Linked DNA regions of Anser cygnoides: region 2 is linked to region 1. The links are chromatin contacts, called in public Hi-C maps. All regions are on one chromosome and are shown on one strand. The core of a region is the stretch at or near the end of the contact, and the rest is flanking DNA. Distances in the headings are between cores, read along the strand shown.

Region 1 (4,562 bases), core at 1,928-4,427:
ACTACTGTTTTTGATCGGTGGCTTCCTGCGTCTGTGCTCTTTATGCTCCTGGGAAGCTTTCTGCGAACCCAAAGACTCCCAGTTGCTGGAGAGGTGACAGATATCCAACAAGTTATTCTTAGCTGTTAGGAGGAATATAGACGTGCTCTGTTGCCTTCAATAGCTCTACAGTGGGTACCCCTAGGGGAAACCTGACACAATCAAAGCAAACTGCGTTAAAACATAAAATAAAGGAAACCCAAGTTTTATTACAGCACCCTGTTGAGACAGAGGTTGTAGCTGCCCTCTGGTGGAAGGGATGGCTTAAAAACGTTATAAAGCATGGAGCAGCAGCAAACCCTGATGGGATATCAGGTCTGGAGCCAGCACAGCAGTTTCCCAGCAGTCAGCAGTGCCACAGCACCAGCTACCGCTGCTGCGATCACCACAGTCCCCAGCACATAGGGAACACCTTGTCCAGAAGGTAACAAGCCCCAGCAAGGCGAGGGAAAAGAGGGAAGAAAACGGATCAGGCGATGGTGCAGCTGGCTCCATCCTCTGGGGGCTGCAAGAGGATGGGGCTAATGCAGGTGGAAGCATCCAAACACCCCAAAATCCTCACACACGTCCCTGCTAATAGCTCCCACCGCCCGGTTGAGGCTCACCGTTGAGGGCGCTCCGCGGGACCAGCTCGGGCGCGATGAAGAGGGAGCACAGCTCCTTCACCAGCTCGGGGTAGGAGAGGCGGCTCCAGCGCTGCAGGGTGGCCCCGTCCAGTGAGGGGATGCTCCGGGGCATGAAGAGGCCGCCGTCAGGAGCGTAGCCGGAGAAGAGGGCTCCCTCGAAGTCGACAGCCCTCGAGCCTCCCCGTGTGCTGACATACTCCATGGGTGCTGTTGGGGGACACCACGGTCACTGCCAGGACCCCAGAGCAGCCGCCCCATTAGGAACGCCCAAGCAGACCTCCCAGACACCTCCAATGTGGACACACACAGCCGGAGGGCAGCGTTGTGGGGTATTTTGTGGGCAGTGGAAGCGCTGAGTGGGGTTTGCACCCAGGGGGCTGCGAGGAGCCCTCTTGTCGGGCTTCCCCTGATCCGGACACGTCCCTGCTGCTGCAGCAGGCACCGTGCCTGCACCTGACGTCCCCTACAGGCTACGTGCAAAGGCTGGAGCTTTAAAATAAAAATAAGCAAATAAGAATCTCTTTAAAAAACAGTAAAGGAGGAAACAGGGAAAACAGGGAGGGGAGTAAGAGGGAGAGAGAAAGCGGAGGAAAGGGGGGAAGGATTATGCATCTAGTGCAGCCTGATTTTGTTCAAAAGGGTTAAAGCAAGGACAGGATTTGCGCGACAAGTACAACAAACTTCCAGGATCCCCTTTTTTCTTTTTCATAAAGGTATCCGCAAGGTCTGGGGCTTTGAGCCTGCAGGGCTTTCTGCCCCAGCACCTTGTGCACAATGCTTTCGTTCCTTCCAAATTTCCCCTCCTTGCCAAAGCAACCAACCCGTCCCCCGACACACACACACACAATTACCCTTCAGAGCTGCCCCACAAGAGCAGACAAAGGGGGAAAAAAAAGCTTCCAGAGGTGGTAAACAACCAGCCTTTAACCCGGATCAGCTCGGCCACGGCTCCGGGGCCGTGAGGGGGCGGAGGCGGGAGCAGGGCCGGGAAATGGCGGCCAGGCGCGGGGCGGGGGGGGGTCCATGGTTGGAGGGGAAAGCTCGGAGTTCAGCAGGGCAGGCCCCGGGTTGGGTTTAAATTTAAGGTTAAATCTGCAGGAAGTAGGATCAGAAAGCTCCGTGAGTGCCTTCCCACCATGCAGTTCACCCTGGGAGGCTGTGACTTGGAGCAGCGCCGTCCCTCCGTGGGGAAACTGAGGCAGGGAAGGGCTGTGCGTCCCTTTTCTTGATTTTTACTTGATTTCCTTGCCTGGTTTTCCTCGGTTAGTGCCTGTATGGGGCTGCATGCACAGCTGCAGCAGGTGCAGGGACTGGAGCCCAGTAAGGCAAGGTGCAGAGGGTGCCTGGTTACCACCGGCTGTGAGTCAGAAAGCTCATGGGACAGAAGGGACACGCTGCCTCCAAAGTGCCAGAAACCGACCCAAAACACATCACTGCTCCAACCAGCCCGGCTACCAGCGAGCGAGGCTACCCAGTGGGACGGAGCAATGCTGGTAGTCTCCAAATTCACCACATCTCAGAGACCAGCCAACAACAGATCCCTGAATTTATTATACAAACTATCACCCAAGCTGCCCCCGTCTCCTCACCGTAAGAGTTTCACGTTACGGGCTCCCAACCCCTTGATCAGGGTCTGTCCCCATCCCAGGCCGGTTCACAGGGGGACTGGAATTGGCAAGGCAGGACCTTGCTCTCCAGGGACAGCTCGGGCTTCAGTCAGTTGTGAAACCTCCCCAGGGCCGTCCCTGGTGCTTCCTGGAGTCACCAAAAGCCCTGGGGTCACCCGAGGACCCTGTTTTGGGGACACGGGCCACTTACCTCAAGCTGGCCCTGACATGCAGGGCAAATCCCGCAGTGCCACAGTGGTCTCAATAGATGTTTTCAGTCCCATAAGTTTTTAATGCCCTGTGTATTTTCAGAAGGTAAGTGATCTATTAATACATGCTCCAGTTAGTTATTAATCCCTTGTTTACCTGCTCTGGAAGGGTATTTTTCTCCATCACGTTTCAGCAGCAGCTCACACACACGCACAAAATAATAAATAAAAAATAAATAGCATTTCTGGGCAGGACAGCAAAATGATAGAAATGAATAAAACACTGAGAGCTGCAGGGTACGTGGTTTGTCTCTTCTGCCCTGATCTCTTCCTTCTGCCATGAGAGCGTGCTGAATTTGGGGTTCATGCAGAGGCAGAGCACAGTTTGAGCAGAACCTTCAGCAGAACAAGGGAAGGATCAAATCCCTAGGAAAACCCACACAAGCTGATAATTTTTGTTACCAACATAATTCAATATTACCAACGCGTATATGATCATCTTCACAAGTGACATGACCCTGCAGGGTCACCTCACCTCTCCCACCACTGGCACCTCCAGGCATTTACCTCATATATATCTAAGACTTCTCACGTGTGAATTAGCTGCATGAGATTATTTCACTGCTTCATCTAAAAGTATTTTTTTTTCAAGTGAAGAGCTTACAATGTAGCACATACAGGACCCCTGAAAAAAAAATATAAAAAATAATAATAATAAAAAAAAAACTGGATACCTGCTGCTCTGTGCTTGTAAATAAATAGTCTCAAGGCTGCTGATGCAGCTTTAACTACGCCCCGTGCCTGTCAGTGGTGATAGCTCTTGCTAACGAGGTCATGGGTTAATGCCGTGGCGGATGTCAGCATTTGCTACTGCTGCAGCTGGGGATGAGCTAAGTACTGCTTATGTGGCGGCCAGAGGTGAGCACAAGGAGCACGTGGGCCGTGCCATTTCTCGGGAGGGCTTTTCCCATGCCCTGCCCTGCAATCTCCGTGCTTTCATTTTTGGAATTATCATTTCCTTGTCAGCTGCGGTAGCAGACCCAAGATCTGGAAGATGTAACAGCCTTTGATTAACCTGGTACTGCCCAGTGCCTCCGTGTTTCTGCTTGGATGTGCACTTCCACTTTGGACCTTGTATGTTCCTGAGGAGTTGATGGGTGCTCAGTTGCTCTTTGGACTTGCCTATCAGAAATCAGCTGTGTTTGCAAACACTAACCAAAGCTACTGTGTCACTTTTCCAGCTTTTTTTAACAGTTTCCATCAGTTTCCATCCGTCCAGGTTGGATTTCCTCAACCTCTCTACCCACGAAAGGCATCCTGAAGCGTAGCAAAGAGTAAGAAAACAGAAAGGCATATGTAGCAGTGAGAAGCTGGGTTTGGGTGCCCTTTCTATACCTCCACCAAAGCATCCCCAGGCCCGGGAGAGCTGCAGACCCCAGGTTCCGCCAGCCACCGATGAATCCTCTATCACTAGATGGCGGCAACGCCTTGCGTCCAGGGAGGAGATGCACAAAGGCAGCCTTGCCCTGGTTGCAGTCACTCTCACACCTCACACAGGGCATTTCGCCTTCACTGCACCCAGGCCACGGTGCTCAGCCGCAGTTTCAGGCAGCAGCAAGAAACACGGCTCCGAAGAGCCCTGTTTTGTAGAGCTGAGGAAGGGGAGGCACAGGAGATGTCCTTTGGCAGGAGGCCGGGTTACGGAGCTGGGTGGCCTGAGCAAATGCAGCAACTCGTCGCAGTTTTCAGTTGGATTTGGTGATCTTAGGGGTCTTTTCTGTCCTAAATGATTCTGTGGTGGGAAAGGTGTTCTTCATCTTCACGCCATCTTCTCCCTGAGTGTCCTGGGGGTTTATCCCTTTTCGTAAATATGATTCTATGTTCACCCTTCTTCCAGCACAGTCTCTCTTCTCTGGGGGTCCCTGCAGCCTACAGCCTGGCAGAAACTCAGAAAGGGGCACGTCAAAAGACCCCAACTCACAACCAGGACTAGAAGGTGCCACGTTTAATCATAAAGCACAAAGATGGCCTCAACGCCACAAAAATGCCTTTCTCTCCTAGTCCTGTCTCTGCCCGTGAGC
Region 2 (4,994 bases), core at 1,404-3,903, 210 kb after region 1:
GTAGCACATGCATTTTCCACTAAATTGAGGCTGTCTGATGACTTGTTTTTCCAGAAATATTTTCAGAATAAGAGTCCCAAAGAATAACTTCAGTTATTTTATTGGAAGCCCAAGTGAGAGTAAGCCAGTAAAGGAGGTGAAATTATATAGCGTGGTCACTTCCTGCCTGCTTTTAATTGGTATTCGTCTCTACAAATCTCTGAAGCACGTACACAAACTTTTCAAGAGGAAAGCAGTTGTCACTGTGTGATGAAAACATGTTTTCTCGGCCAATTTCTTTGAGGTGGCATTGCCATTCTTTGATAAGCAACATAGAGATGATCAAAAGATTGGGAAAAAAACACACATAAAACCCTGCCTGACTACAGGGATTTAAATAACTCAGTAGAGAACGACACCTTCAGAGATCTCTCCTCCTTCCCATAAAATATCACTGTCCTAAATATAGCACCTAACTCATTTACCCTACAAGTGGAGAAGCCTTAATTGAGCGAATCTTAGAAACTTCCCCTTGTGTTCAGCTTCCCTGCGAGGGGAGAGGCAAGGAAGAGCACGCACGCCGAGTGGCGTTATCGCAGGCAGGAACCGCAGACCTGACGGGTGCAGAACCGAATTTAGTCATTCTGAAGTTCACGGAAACGGTGAAAGAGATAAGCAAACAGCACAACTACCAGAACCAGAATGGCTTGTTCTGGTTGGAGTATCAACACTGCACAAACAGGAAAATAGGGTTGAGAAAAGGCTTTCCAACATCGCTAGCAGTCGTTCGTTTCTGTAGCTCGCTCCTGACATTCTATGAGAAGCAAGGTGGGAAAGATTAAGGATTTCTACTCTTCTGGATGCTTTTTTCAATCCATCACTATTTCGGGCATTCCTAGACATTCCTCTTCCTTGCGACAGAGGAAAGGAGGTAGCACGTATTTTGGTACGAGAAGTTCATTACGCCTCGATTGTCTGCTTCACAACTTCTACACTTTTACCAGAGAACGCACGAAGGTAATCGCTTCTGGCGGCACCGTAACCAGCTACAAGGCACACAGCAGAGCACTGAAGTCCCTGAGAGCACCTGCTCCTTCTCCCTTTTAGTCCCAGAGAAGGCCCCGAAGAAGTTATCTGCAACAACATCTTCCTCCACACACCAAGCAAGGGATGGGCACGGCCCCGTGGGGCAAGCTCCACCCCAGGTACTCGCATGGGACAAGAAGCTCAGCCTCCAACAACTCGGGACTCTCCACAACACACCCCAAAGTTTGCACGCTCAAGAAATAAATGTAAAGCTGAGCCGCCTTCTTGTTCAGAAAGGTGCTTCCTCGGTTAACCAGGGGTCACAAAACTCTCCCCGTTAATAAAAAAAAAAAAAGGGAAACAATTTTAATGGGAAGACCTGGTGTCACAGGACAGCCTGCCCAGATCCCCTGCAGAAACAAACGGGAGTACCAAGATTCTGTTACTGTAATGGAGTTTTGGCCTCAGCAAATACTTTATATCCTAAAAATACTTTTAGACGTGCTTGGATAGCTTTCCTGGCTACAGTTCCTAAAGAGGTGCTTACGAGCTTCTGTCAGTCTCCGATTTCCCCCCAGAACATACAGTTAATGAATTACACCAAGCCTGCAATAATTGATGGTGCACACAAGAAGCCCACCAGTAACCGTCATTAAGACACAGCCACCACACGAGAAGAGCCTGAGGAGCCTCCAACCCCACACACACATTTGCTACGTCTGCGGCACTGATTGAAGACAACAGAAACATTTGTTCCTTATCGCCTTCTCCAAAGAAGAAGAAAGGAGAGCCACCACTCCAACAAGGAGCATTTCAGTTCCATAAGCAGCTCCGGGGAAGAAAACTGTTTACAAACAAGGTCTCCAACCATACTTGGGAAACACGCAAACAGAAAATCTCTGCAAATGGGTTACAACAAAAAGTTCTGAAAGCGCTGGCGGAACGCAACCCGTCTCCAATTAGTTTGGGGCCGTTTCCGGCAACAGCGCGAGCACCTCGGGGACTTTAGCCGGGGGCGCACATGTCTGCCGGCGTGCCAGCTGGGCAGGGGGCTCCCTGGGTCAGGTCTTCTCCTTCTTCCAGCGACCTCTCCCCCCAAAAGCAGGGGGTGTTTACGGGCTGCGACACCCCGCGTGCCTCGTACCCAGAGGCACGCAGCGGGTCTCCAGGCGGCGAGGCGAGCAGCCCGGCCTCCCGAAGGCCTCTGGGCCGGCTCCCCATTACCTTAAGGTCAGGCTTGGATATGTCGGTGTGCGAGACGGCGCGGATCCTGCCCGCCTTCCAGGGCCATTCCGCCACGCGCTCCGTGTCCCAGGGCCCGTCGTCGTCGCCGAGCAGGCTGAGGAAGCGCTTGCCCACCAGCAGCGACCAGCTGCCCTCCAGCCTCAGCACCATCTTAACTCATGGGGGGGAGGATGGGGCCGAAGAAACGGAGGCGGCGGCCTCCCCCTTCCTCCTCGCAGCCCCCCCCTCGTTAATTAAGCAGAGCGGAGGGACCCCCCCCCCCTCAAAGCGGAGGCCCCCGCGGCCTCTTTGTTCCTGCCTCTCCCCTCAGGAGCCCCCCGAACGGGGAAGGAGGCGGCCGGGCTCCCCGCCGAGCGCCCCTCAGCCGAGCCTCGCCCGCTTCCTCCCCTCAGCCTCGCCTCCCCCCCCCCTCCCCGCCCCCCCGCGGCCTCCACACAGCGCCGAGCGCGATCGCGCCGCTCCCCCTCAGCCGCCGCCGCCGCCGCCGCTCCTTAGCCCCGCCCCCGCCGCGCCGCCCGCCGCGCCCATTGGCTGCCCGTCGCGGAGCCTCCCGCTGCGATTGGTGCGGAGGGGCGGCGCCCGCGGCTCGCCGGCCCCGCCCCCAAACGGTCTCCTCGATGTGTGTGGAGGAATGGTATCCCTCCGCAAAGAGTCCCCCCGGACAACCGCCTCCGCGGAGGGGCTCGGGTGGGGCCCAGAGGGAAAACCGGCACACTTGAGGCCGTTCCGCGCCGCAGCGCTTCTATCGGTGCGGCAGCCGAGCCGAGCTTTAACCCACAAGTGCCTTTTTTGGAGCCGGCGGAAGGATCCGTGGCAGGCTGAGGGGCGTGCTGCGGCCCCTTATACGTGCGATCCGCGGCGTACTCAGATATAGCACGGGGGGAGGGGGCACCTGGCGGGCGGTCGTGCGCATGCGCGCGGTGGCAAGGTGCACCTGCGGGGGCGCTGCGGGACGCCTGCTGCGCATGCGCACAGGGCGCGGGGCACCGCCACCTGCCCACCGGCCGCTCCTACGCATGCGCGCTGCGGCCCAAGGGCGGGCGGGGGCGCCTCGTGGCCGCCATCTTGTGTGGTGGTTTGGGGCTGGGTGGAATGGGGAAAGGGGGCTCGTGGGCGGCAGGAGCACGTTCAGGGGGGGAAATTAAGTCTTCTAGAGGTTCCTTAAGGGTGTGGAGAGCTTTTCGTGTGGTTTATGTAGCCATGTTTAAAAGCTAATGGGTTCTGTCACCTCACATCCTCTGTTCCTTTCATGGTGGACCTCCATGCTGTTGTGAAAGGCTGTGGCAGAGGTCATGAAACCAAGAAGTTCAACTGATAAAATGGTGACAAGCAAGCTGGTTGTGTCGTGAAGTAACCTAGCAAGACACAGCACTCATCTTTTACCACAAGACTTTCCTAAATGATGACGTGGGAGGAAGAAGAACAAAAATGAAGTACCTAAGGCAAAGAAGCTATTGAGTCATCCTGCTCGGGGAAAGCAGAGAGCATTTACCTCATGTTTTCTGCTGGTTCCTCCCATGACCAGGAACTTACCTGGCCCCGAACACCCACCAGCTCTGCTGCAGACAGGTTGGATGCTCCTGCCATGGTCAGATCTCTTCCACCATTTTCTCAAGAACGTAGCACTACTTGTGCTAAGTGTTTTCACAGAATCACTAAGGTGGGAAAAGACCTTCAAGATCATCTGGTCCAACCACCAATGTCACCACTAACCCATGTCCCCAAGCACCAGGACCAACCTTTCCTCGAACACCCCCAGGGACGGTGACGCCGCCACCTCCCTGGGCAACCCGTCCCAACGCCTGACTGCTCTTTCTGAGAAGAAATGTCTCCTCATTTCCAACCTGAACCTCCCCTGGCACAACTTGAGGCCATTCCCTCTAGTCCTATCACTGGTTATCTGTGAGAAGAGGCCGACCCCCAGCTCTCTACATTTAAAAGCTTTTCCCACCAGTTTGCTGTAGGATTCTGCATTGGACGCTTAACTACTACATTCAAACACTCTCACGTATGGCACAAAAATTCCTTGCTCACCATGATGAGGGAATTCCTGTCCTTCGCACTGGGGATCAGGCAGCCCAAATACCCCGGTAACTTTAAGACTTCTTCAGTGATTCCTAGCAGTGAGATGAACTTGGCACTGTGCAGCATTTTCAGCAGGGAAAATAAACAAAAGTGGATAGTAGAAAACGAATCTAATATATGAGCAACCACACAAAGCCTGGAGAAATACTCGTTAACAGCCATGAAAAGGAAGAATGGGTAAGTTTGCTTCTCAGATTTAAATATTTAGCATATAGACCAGGCCTACAACATGGAACTTGCGATGAGATACTGTATAAAGCAAACTGTATTTGAAACTACCAAATTACTTGTTTTGCTATTGTAACAGCAGTTGTACACAATGTATTGTACATCCTACAGTGTGTATTGTATACCCTCCTTATTTAAAGCCCTTAGTTTTTATGCATGGAAAACACTTGGCCTCAAAGGGTAGCTGATTAATACAGGAAGAGAAGTGTTAGGCAATAAAGAAACAGTATTAGCTGATACAATAGACCTAACTGTTGGTAGCATACCAGTTGCCGAAGGGTAAACATTTTCTGCAGGCACCATAAGAAAGAAAAGCTTTAAGGAGGGATTTGAAAGACAACAACGTGGGTTTTGTGAATAGCCAACTCCCACGTGCAAAGAGTAGGGTGAACATCAGGAGTGGTTGTTTGAAAAATGGCACGGTTTGGGTA

Evidence for each region. Hi-C and Micro-C count contacts between places; a contact is called where the count stands out from the background.
Region 2: a contact with region 1 is called in a Hi-C map of liver, with 7 times the contacts expected there. The contact joins the promoter of KDM3A here to the promoter of THNSL2 in region 1. A contact is called at or near these places in 2 of 7 Hi-C or Micro-C datasets (both in liver).

What each region holds. Positions count from the first base shown.
Region 1 is chr4:5,981,495-5,986,056 of Taihu_goose_T2T_genome, forward strand. THNSL2 (threonine synthase like 2) reads right to left here and starts at 3,178. Exons shown (of 9, transcript XM_048081105.2): 1 at 3,049-3,178; 2 at 645-872. The coding sequence starts at 867.
Region 2 is chr4:6,188,189-6,193,182 of Taihu_goose_T2T_genome, forward strand. It overlaps KDM3A (lysine demethylase 3A), which reads right to left and starts at 2,654. Exons shown (of 25, transcript XM_013177845.3): 1 at 2,230-2,654. The coding sequence starts at 2,400.